2 separate regions of the Mus musculus genome follow, and region 1 is linked to region 2. A link is a contact called in public promoter capture Hi-C data. All regions are on one chromosome and are shown on one strand. The core of a region is the stretch at or near the end of the contact, and the rest is flanking DNA. Distances in the headings are between cores, read along the strand shown. Region 1 holds the start of Hcar1 (hydrocarboxylic acid receptor 1). Region 2 holds the start of Adam1b (a disintegrin and metallopeptidase domain 1b).

Region 1 (4,688 bases), core at 1,712-4,211, 2.4 Mb before region 2:
GGCAGAGGCAGAGGCAGGTGGATTTCTGAGTTCAAGGCCAGCCTGGTCTACAAAGTGAGTGCCAGGACAGCCAGGGCTATACAGAGAAACCCTGTCTTGAAAACAAAACAAAACAAAACAAAAAAAAGCAAATAGATAAAACACAAAAAGACAGAAATGTGAAGTGGGCAGTGGTGCTTTGGTCCAAGCACTCTGGTGGCAGAGGCAGGCGGATCTCTGTGAGTTTGAGGCCAACCTTGGTCTACAGAGTGAGTTCCAGGACAGCCAGGGCTACACAGAGAAACCCTGTCTCCAACAAAACCAAACAAAACAGAACAGAAATGTAAAAAGACATGTGAGCCAGGCAGGCATGGTGGCTCAGGCTTGTAATAACAGTACCCAGGAAGCTGAGGCAGCCTGAGTTATAGGGTGCGACTCTGCCTCAACAAAGTAAAATAAGTCACCTGGGGATGAAGCTCAGGGGTAGAGCACTTACTTAGTCTGAGCAAGTGTTGGCTTCGATTCCCAGCACTGTATAACGAACAAATGGAGCCAAACAGAACTTTTTTTTTTCAACCATGTATGCCCTGCACTTTCACAGACCAGATGGAGTTAGTGAGGCCCATCGATGCAAAAAGAAAGAGGATTGGAATAGCTGAGCCTTACAGTAGACTAGCTGTGTCCATGCTGGCTCTTGAGTCATGCCGACAGGAAGACCACAGATTCAAGATCTGTTTGGGATAAATACATCTCAGAAGTCAAAGACAGAGAATATGGGCAATTTAGAGATACCCTGTTTCAGAATAAAGGAGGAGGGAGAGGGAAGAAGGGAAGCAAGAAGGAGAGGAGGGAAGGAGAAGGGAGGGGGAGGAGGGGAGGAGGAGGGAGAGGGGAGGAGGGGAGGAGGAAGGAGAGGGGAGGAGGAAGGAGAGGGGAGGAGGAGAGGAGGAGGGAGAGGAGGAAAGAGGAGGAGGGAGAGGGGAAAGAGGAGGAGGGAAAGGCCAGAAGGAAAGGTATGACACACTCCTCACCCCAGCTCAATGGTAGCACTGGCCAAGAATACATACACAAAGCCCTGGGTTCAAGCCACAGGACAGAACAACGTTAATTTCTCAGTGGCAGCTGAATGTCAAAGGCCAATGAGAGGAAGTGAAGGCAGGTAGAACATGGTTTCTACAGCCATGCAGGAGGTGACTGTCAGTGATGGGGGAGTAGTGGGTGATGCCACATGAGGTGATGGTGTCTGTGATGGGGTAGCAGGGGGATACATGGAGCTGATTTGGAGTCTAGTATTCAACTGGGAAAATGTAAGCAGTTGGCCTGGTGACACCAAGGATGAAGAGTTCAGGTGAAGGCAGGGCTCTACAGAGATCCTGTCTTAAAAAGTCAGGAAGAGGTGAAGGGAGGGGAAAGAAAGGAGACAGAGAAGGGGAAAGACTGGGTGGGAGGAAGGTGGGAAGAAAAACAGAAAGGGGGTATAAATAAGGGGATTCTAACTGGCTGGTGACTCATAGCCTTTAACCTTAGTAGTTGGGAGATGGAAGATAAGAGATCCAAGGCCATCATCTGTAGAGCAAGGTCAGGACTAACCTGGGCCACTTGAAAGGGATTTTCTCCCTGTCCCCCCCCTCCCGCCCCTTCTCTCCACAGGCTGGGTTTCTCTGTAGCCTTGGCTGTCCTGGACTTGCTCTGTAGACCAAGTTGACCTTGAACAGAGATCTTCCTGCTTTTGCCTCTAGAGCATTGGGATTAAAGGTGTGGGCTACCACACCTGGATGGGAAGAGAAAGAAAGAAAGAAAGAAAGAAAGAAAGAAAGAAAGAAAGAAAGAAAGAAAGAAAGAAAGAAAGAAAGAAAGAAAGAAAGAGAAAGAAAACAGGTGATGGAGTGGTGATGCAGATGTGGCTCAGCGGTGAAGAGCAAGGACCTCCTGCTCTTCCCGAGGACTGGTGTTAGTAAGTTCCCAGCCCCACCTCGCCACCACAACCACCTGTAACTCCATCTCAGAAGATCCAGCGCCCTCTTCTGGCCTCCATGGGCACTTACACATAAATAAAACAAATCTTTATTTAAAGGTCTGTGTGTGTGTGTGTGTGTGTGTGTGTGTGTGTGTGTGTGTGTGTGCGCGCGCGCGCGCGCGCGCAAGCGTGCATATTCTGGGCATGCACTACCATGTCCAGCCCAAATCTAGCTTTAATCAGCATATGGAAGAAGGTACCCCTGTGTTCTTTCCGTGCACACCGTCTCCCCCCACCCCATTCTTCCTACATGGGAAAAGGCGGCAGATGGACACTCTCTCAAGCTAAAGGACAGGAAATTTCGGCAAAGACTCCAGTTTTTTAAACAGTTTCATTTTGCCCGTGATTATTTTAGAAATTAACTCCTTAAGCGACCGCTTGGTTTCATACTCACCCCACTACCTGGCTATAGGGAGATGTTTGCCTCTTCTGAGCCAACGATTGGAAACAGAGCCAAAGTTTTGCAAAAGTAACTAACTAGATTCTACTTCCCAGTAGAGCAGGGACCCGACTTCTCCAGAAAAGGTTGCCTCATGGAGACAGGAGAAAATCATTTTCATCTCTTTGGAGGGGGGTGGCAGAAGGACTAGAGCCCAAAGCGCAGAGTTTTGCACATGCCGCAGTCTCCGAGCTATACCCTCAGCCCAGAAAGAATTTTTCTAATACCGGGCGGATGTTTCAAACTGCGTTTCTCTGCAGACCTTCCCAGGAGTGGAGGCTGTGCTTCTGGGTGTGGGCACCGGAAGTGGCCCCGAGAGGCCGCAGAGCACAGTCTCCCCTCTCTGGCACTGCATGGGAGTGTCCCAGGGGATTGAGGGAGGACGGGTAGTCAGGCAAAGGTTAGGGAGGAAAGCAGCCAGGCAGAGGCCCAGAACGACTCCAGGAAATGTTTAGATTTCTCCACCAGGAGGGAGGGCAAACAAGCTCCCCCCACACCCCCACCCCGCAAGCCTTCTGGCAGCTCAGAGCATTCTGCAGCGCAGAGCGTGAGGGAAAAAGACAAAACCAGAAAAAGAAAAGTCATCTCCAGGGCTCGATCTAGCAACGAGTCTGTAGCATGTATAGCGTCGGACCCCCGAGCTGCAACCCAGAAATGTACACTCGTGGGAAACCGCTTGCACCCCAGAGCCTGACCCAGCTGCAGGCTTCAACTCTGTAGGGGACGTGCAGCTCGTGATCCAAGCCTAGGAGAAAGGACTTGCTGCCGGCTTTCATTTCCTGGCTGAAGTTTCTCTCGTGGGTGCAGCGCCTGCATCCCAGGGTGATGAGGTTAGGGGCCCAGCTGCTAGAGGAGCCCTAGTGTTCGGATAGGCAGCTGTGCCTCTGTGCCGGCCACCTTGGATGCCAGTCCTCTCTCCAACTGCTATGGACAACGGGTCGTGCTGTCTCATCGAGGGGGAGCCCATCTCCCAAGTGATGCCTCCTCTACTCATCCTGGTCTTCGTGCTTGGCGCCCTGGGCAACGGCATAGCCCTGTGCGGCTTCTGCTTTCACATGAAGACCTGGAAGTCAAGCACTATTTACCTTTTCAACTTGGCTGTGGCCGATTTTCTCCTCATGATCTGCTTACCCCTTCGGACAGACTACTACCTCAGACGCAGACACTGGATTTTTGGAGATATCGCCTGTCGCCTGGTCCTCTTCAAGCTGGCCATGAATAGGGCCGGGAGCATTGTCTTCCTCACTGTGGTGGCTGTGGATAGGTATTTCAAAGTGGTCCACCCCCACCATATGGTGAATGCCATCTCCAACCGGACTGCCGCCGCCACCGCCTGTGTCCTCTGGACTTTGGTCATCTTGGGGACTGTGTATCTTCTGATGGAGAGTCACCTGTGTGTGCAGGGGACACTGTCGTCCTGTGAGAGCTTCATCATGGAGTCAGCCAACGGGTGGCACGATGTCATGTTCCAGCTGGAGTTCTTCCTGCCCCTGACAATCATCTTGTTCTGCTCGGTCAACGTTGTTTGGAGCCTGAGACGGAGGCAGCAGCTGACCAGACAGGCTCGGATGAGGAGGGCCACCCGGTTCATCATGGTGGTGGCTTCTGTGTTCATCACGTGTTACCTGCCCAGCGTGCTGGCTAGGCTCTACTTCCTCTGGACGGTGCCCACTAGTGCCTGTGACCCCTCTGTCCACACAGCCCTCCACGTCACCCTGAGCTTCACCTACCTGAACAGTATGCTGGATCCCCTTGTATATTACTTCTCAAGCCCCTCGCTCCCCAAATTCTACACCAAGCTCACAATCTGCAGCCTGAAGCCCAAACGCCCAGGACGCACGAAGACGCGGAGGTCAGAAGAGATGCCAATTTCGAACCTCTGCAGTAAGAGCTCCATCGATGGGGCAAATCGTTCCCAGAGGCCATCTGACGGGCAGTGGGATCTCCAAGTGTGTTGAATGCCATTAAGACAAACAGCCCAACAACGAGGCAGAGAAATGGGCAATGTGAGTTAAATCTGAAGGGTGGAGGACTTGAAGATGTCCCCTCCCACTCTTAGCTGTATCTTTCTCACTCAGGTAGAAATGGGATCCACCCTGCTTGACCTTTTCCAGAAGGTTCCAAACCGGTTGGTTGTGTTTAAATACTCTGATAGCAATGGTGAAGGGGCAGCGTGTGAGTGTGAAGGAAACCGTGGGTGTCGGGTTAGGAACTACCTGGAGCCCGTGTCGCTTTGCATGGCTGAGAAAAGCG
Region 2 (4,923 bases), core at 1,998-4,497:
GTCGTATAATACATGTGAGAGAAGAAGGCTAGGATATACCCTTCAAACATACACAAGAGTCAACTCAAAATGTATTAGAAACCGAAGTAAGGGCCCGGGCTGTGGTACAGTGCTTGCCCACCAGGCATGAAGCCCAGGGTTTGCTCCCCAGCACCCCATAAACTGGTTGTGGTGGCGCTAGCGCTTGGAAGGCAGAGAGGTTCAAAGACTACAAGGCTTAGTGAGTTCAAACTGCCAACACTGAGCCACAGACAGCATGGATGAAATTGCAAGGCAAAGGTGTGGGCCAGCGGTTCTCAACCTGTGAATTGTGATCCCTTTGGGGGGGGGGGGCTGAACGACCCTTTCGTAGAGTTCACATGTCAGATATTCTACATATCAAATATTTACCTTATGATTCATAATAATGGCAAAACTACAGTTATGATGTAGCAATGAAAATAATTTTATGGTGGGGGGGGCCACCACAACATGAGGAACTGTGTTGAAAGCCTGGAAGTACTGGGAAAGTTGAGAACTGCTGTAGACAACGATAGACACTGTGTAGACAATGCTTTCCTTTTCTAAGAAACCTCTCCAAGGACTCAGGCAAGTAAAAAAGGAGAATTAAATATGTATTAAATTATCTACAAAGGCAAGACCCAAGCCTGTGGAGCCTAAGACAATACCTGCAAATCATTCATCTGATAAGGGCTCAGTTTCTGAGAGGAGATGATGAGAACACAAAACTCAACATCAAAACCCAAAGTCGTCCAAATTGTTACATGGACTAAGGAATCCAGTAGACACTTCTCAAGAGAAGACACAGCTGCTTGTGTGGTTCTGAGGTAGAGCTTACATAGCACATACAAAATACAGATTTGATCCTCGATATGGGGGCAGGGGGCTGGAGGATTAAGAAGAGACTCTAGTGCCTCAACCCCCACCACTTTGCGCTGAAGTGGGGGGATATCGAATTGGAAGACATCCTGGGCTACCTAATTATTTCCAGACTAACCTGTGCTTCATCCTTTGATGTTGTCTCAAAAGACAAACATTCCATCCAAACAAACAAACAAACAAAAAAAGCCAGGCAGTGGTGGCGCACGCCTGTAATCCCAGCACTTGGGAGGCAAAGGCAGGTGGATTTCTGAGTTCGAGGCCAGCCTGGTCTCCAGAGTGAGTTCCAGGACAGCCAGGGCTACACAGGGCTAACCCTGTCTCGAAAAAAAAAAAACAAAAACAAAAACCCAATTTGCCAAGAAATGTATGAAACACTGCACATCCTCAGTAGTTACTGAGGCATCAGAAATCAAATCAGGAGACATCTTGAAGGACCAAAAGCAAACTTGGGTGTGAAGGGAATTTACAAGAGTTGTTGATGGGAAGTGATCAGCATCATTATTACAGAAACCACCATGGAGAGAATCCTTACCAAATGCAAGAGACTACAGGATCTCTTTGACTTAGCAGCTCCACGGTCGGTTAGACTTCCAGAGATGAATCGCTGTGCCATACACACACCTGCTCTCCTGTGGGGACTGCAGCTGGGAGTCCAACCTCATTTTCTTACAATGGGGAGGGCACTGGAGATCACACCAAGTGATGGAAGTCAGAAAGCAAGAGAAGACCATGGGCACTAATCCTCTGTGGAAACTGAAAGGCTGATCACGAACAGCGTGGACAATGCTCACCAGGGACGGGGTAGGGAAAGGGAGGTGGAAAACAGGTCAGTAAGGGTCACTGACAAGAGATTTGCTTCTAAGTTTAGTTCTAATGTTTGGCAGCACAGTGGGTAAAACTATCTATAAAAACAATCTAACAAGCTTCAAAGTTGGTAGAAAATTATGAGATCCCCAACATATAAAAGTGACTAATATTTGAAGAGCTGGAAATGCCGTTAAGTGTCTCTGCTTGGATGGGAGGGTATCCTGAGACATGGAAGGCTCCTTAGCAGAGGTGCTGCAGGTCAAGGGGAGGGTACCCCTGACTGAGCTGAGGAGTTTGAGAGCCCCAGCCCTGCTCCTTCTTCTCTTCACTTCTTCTTTTCCTAGCTTTTCTTCTCGGTTTCTTCTGATGAGAAAGCCACTCCATGCAGTAAGACTCATAAAGGAGATTTATTAAAGGGGAGAATCCTGGAGGAGAAGGGATGGATGAATCCAGGAAAGGCTGCGGCTTGCTTGCAAGGACTCACATCCTAAGCTTGGGAGCTCAGGGATTGGTGGCCTTTTTCACCCACTTTTCCCTGCATTGCATCCAAGGGTCAGGCTAGGGAGTCCTTCCTGGCTTCAGCTGGCTTTTGCTCCACGTCTGTGGGGCTGCTCAGAGAGGCTGAGAGGAGGTGTGGTAGGCCATGGATAGCTCCTGAGGGGCCTCTCTTGCTGAGGTGGGAAAGGCTCCAGTGCTGGCTGTTGGCTGAGATGTCCTGTTGGGGCCATTTTGACAGGAGCTGCCATTTTTAACAATTCCTGAAGTGGCATTTTACTTTGGCTGTAGGCTGGGGTGGGAAGGAGGAGCCAGCCACTGCTTTGAGAGGTTTTGTGGTGTGCCACTTATAGACTAAAAGCACTCCCCCTTTATCATACATGTTTATATATGTAAGATTAATGTACTGTGTCCCATAAGATACACAAATAAGATATCGTGTGAAGACTTAGTGTGTCTGTGTGCACACCTGAATGAGTTCAGCTCATGTGACCCGTGTACACATGGGTACATAGAGGCTAGAAGAAAGGCTAACACATGTAATCTTATAAGCTGCCAGGACCATGAGGAAGATTAAGAGTTTCAGGCGACCTGGCGCAACACTAGCACATAAACAAAGACACACATATAACCACACATAACCTTAGGGAATCAGTGTGTTGGGGCTAGGCCTTTGAGATGCCAGCTACTGTGGACATGTTAGCAGGAGGCTACCATGCATCTTCCATGGCCTCTGAGAAACTGGGTCTGGAGGCTGTGAAGGGCGATGCTATTCTTCTCCACAGGCCGCGCCCCTAGCTCCTCTGTGCTCCATCATACAGCTCAGGGGCTTGACCTCTCAGTCTGGTCTCCTAAATCTGTGATTATCCATCACACTTCTCAGAGCTCAAAACCTGCCCTGGGTTAGAACGCTCCTGTCTACAGAGCAAGGGTCTTGGAGGTCAGGAAACAGATATAACAGAGTATGCCCACCTAGGGGATCTCCAAGCTCCTTGATTTGGAACATTTGGGGTTAGCTGAGCAACTGACAACAGGAAGAGTTGAGAGCAGTGGGGGAGGGGTGTTCCGTGTGTGGCTCCTGCTGAGTCAGGTACAGTCAAGGTACAGTCCCACACTGTAGTAGAGGCACCTCTCTCCATCTTGTCAAAAGGACTTAGAGATGGCGTACAGGAGCTGACTTTGAAAGAAGCAACCAAGAACAGAAACTGTCTGAAAGGTCACAGAGGTCAGAGTCACCAGGACAAGACCTAGCCAGAAAGCTGAGCTCACGGAGGTGGGGAGGAACCAACACTTAAAACACGCAGCATCGATGTAGGGATAATACCCGGGCCTCCAGATCAGGAGAGCTACTGCTGTCATTGACATTCAACACGCAGGCCCCACTGAATCAGCTGAGTCAGAAGGATCATGGCAGACTCAGCCACAGCGAGACATTCAGCGTCCACGTTCTCTTTCAAGTAGAGCCCCATGCGGCTTTGTAAGAGGTTGGAGGAACACGTCAGACTTGGCCTCCCCAGATGGAGCGACTAAAGCTGGGGAAAATCCCAGAGCACTGGTGTATCAGGCTGGTGGCCATGTTGCTCTTGGCAATAATTTTTCTCCCGAGCACGTTCTGTGACATTGGATCTGTATATAATTCTTCCTATGAAACTGTCATCCCTGAGAGACTGCCAGGCAAGGGGGGGAAAGACCCTGGAGGGAAGGTGTCCTACATGCTATTGATGCAAGGCCAAAAGCAGCTGCTTCACCTCGAGGTAAAGGGACACTACCCTGAGAATAACTTCCCAGTCTACAGTTACCACAATGGCATCCTGAGGCAAGAAATGCCTCTCCTCTCCCAGGACTGCCACTATGAAGGCTACATGGAAGGGGTGCCAGGCTCCTTTGTTTCTGTCAACATCTGTTCAGGCCTCAGGGGGGTCTTGATTAAAGAGGAAACATCCTATGGCATTGAGCCCATGCTCTCTTCCAAAAACTTTGAACATGTCCTCTACACCATGGAGCATCAGCCTGTGGTCTCCTGCAGTGTCACTCCCAAAGACAGCCCTGGGGACACCAGCCATCCACCAAGGAGCAGGAAGCCCGATGACCTACTGGTTCTGACTGACTGGTGGTCACACACCAAGTATGTGGAGATGTTTGTGGTGGTCAACCACCAGCGGTTCCAGATGTGGGGCAGTAACATCAACGAGACGGTCCAGGCAGTAATGGACATCATTGCTCTGGCCAACAGCTTCACTAGGGGGATAAACACAGAGGTGGTGCTGGTGGGCCTGGAAATCTGGACAGAGGGGGACCCGATAGAGGTCCCAGTGGACCTGCAGACCACACTCAGGAATTTCAACTTCTGGAGACAGGAGAAACTCGTGGGCCGGGTCAGGCACGATGTGGCACACTTGATCGTCGGGCATCGCCCAGGAGAGAACGAGGGCCAGGCGTTTCTCCGTGGTGCCTGTTCGGGTGAGTTTGCGGCGGCCGTGGAGGCCTTCCATCATGAAGATGTCCTCCTGTTCGCGGCTCTCATGGCCCACGAGCTCGGGCACAACCTGGGTATCCAGCACGACCACCCGACCTGCACCTGTGGTCCCAAGCACTTCTGCCTCATGGGTGAGAAGATCGGTAAGGACAGTGGCTTCAGCAACTGCAGCTCTGACCACTTCCTCCGTTTCCTCCACGACCACAGAGGGGTGTGCCTGCTTGATGAGCCTGGGCGCCAGAGCCGCATGCGCAGAGCTGCCA

Evidence for each region. Promoter capture Hi-C pulls out the DNA fragments that hold promoters and counts their contacts.
Region 1: a promoter capture Hi-C map of pre-B cells shows a contact between it and region 2, with 3 times the contacts expected there. The contact joins the promoter of Hcar1 here to the promoter of Adam1b in region 2. A contact is called at or near these places in 2 of 39 promoter capture datasets (liver and pre-B cells).

Annotation. Positions count from the first base shown.
Region 1 is chr5:123,878,276-123,882,963 of GRCm38.p6, reverse strand. It overlaps Hcar1 (hydrocarboxylic acid receptor 1), which reads left to right and starts at 2,961. Exons shown (of 1, transcript NM_175520.5): 1 at 2,961-4,688. The coding sequence starts at 3,362. The coding sequence ends at 4,393.
Region 2 is chr5:121,501,759-121,506,681 of GRCm38.p6, reverse strand. It overlaps Adam1b (a disintegrin and metallopeptidase domain 1b), which reads left to right and starts at 3,247. Exons shown (of 1, transcript NM_172125.3): 1 at 3,247-4,923. The coding sequence starts at 3,702. It also overlaps a transcript of Tmem116 not described here.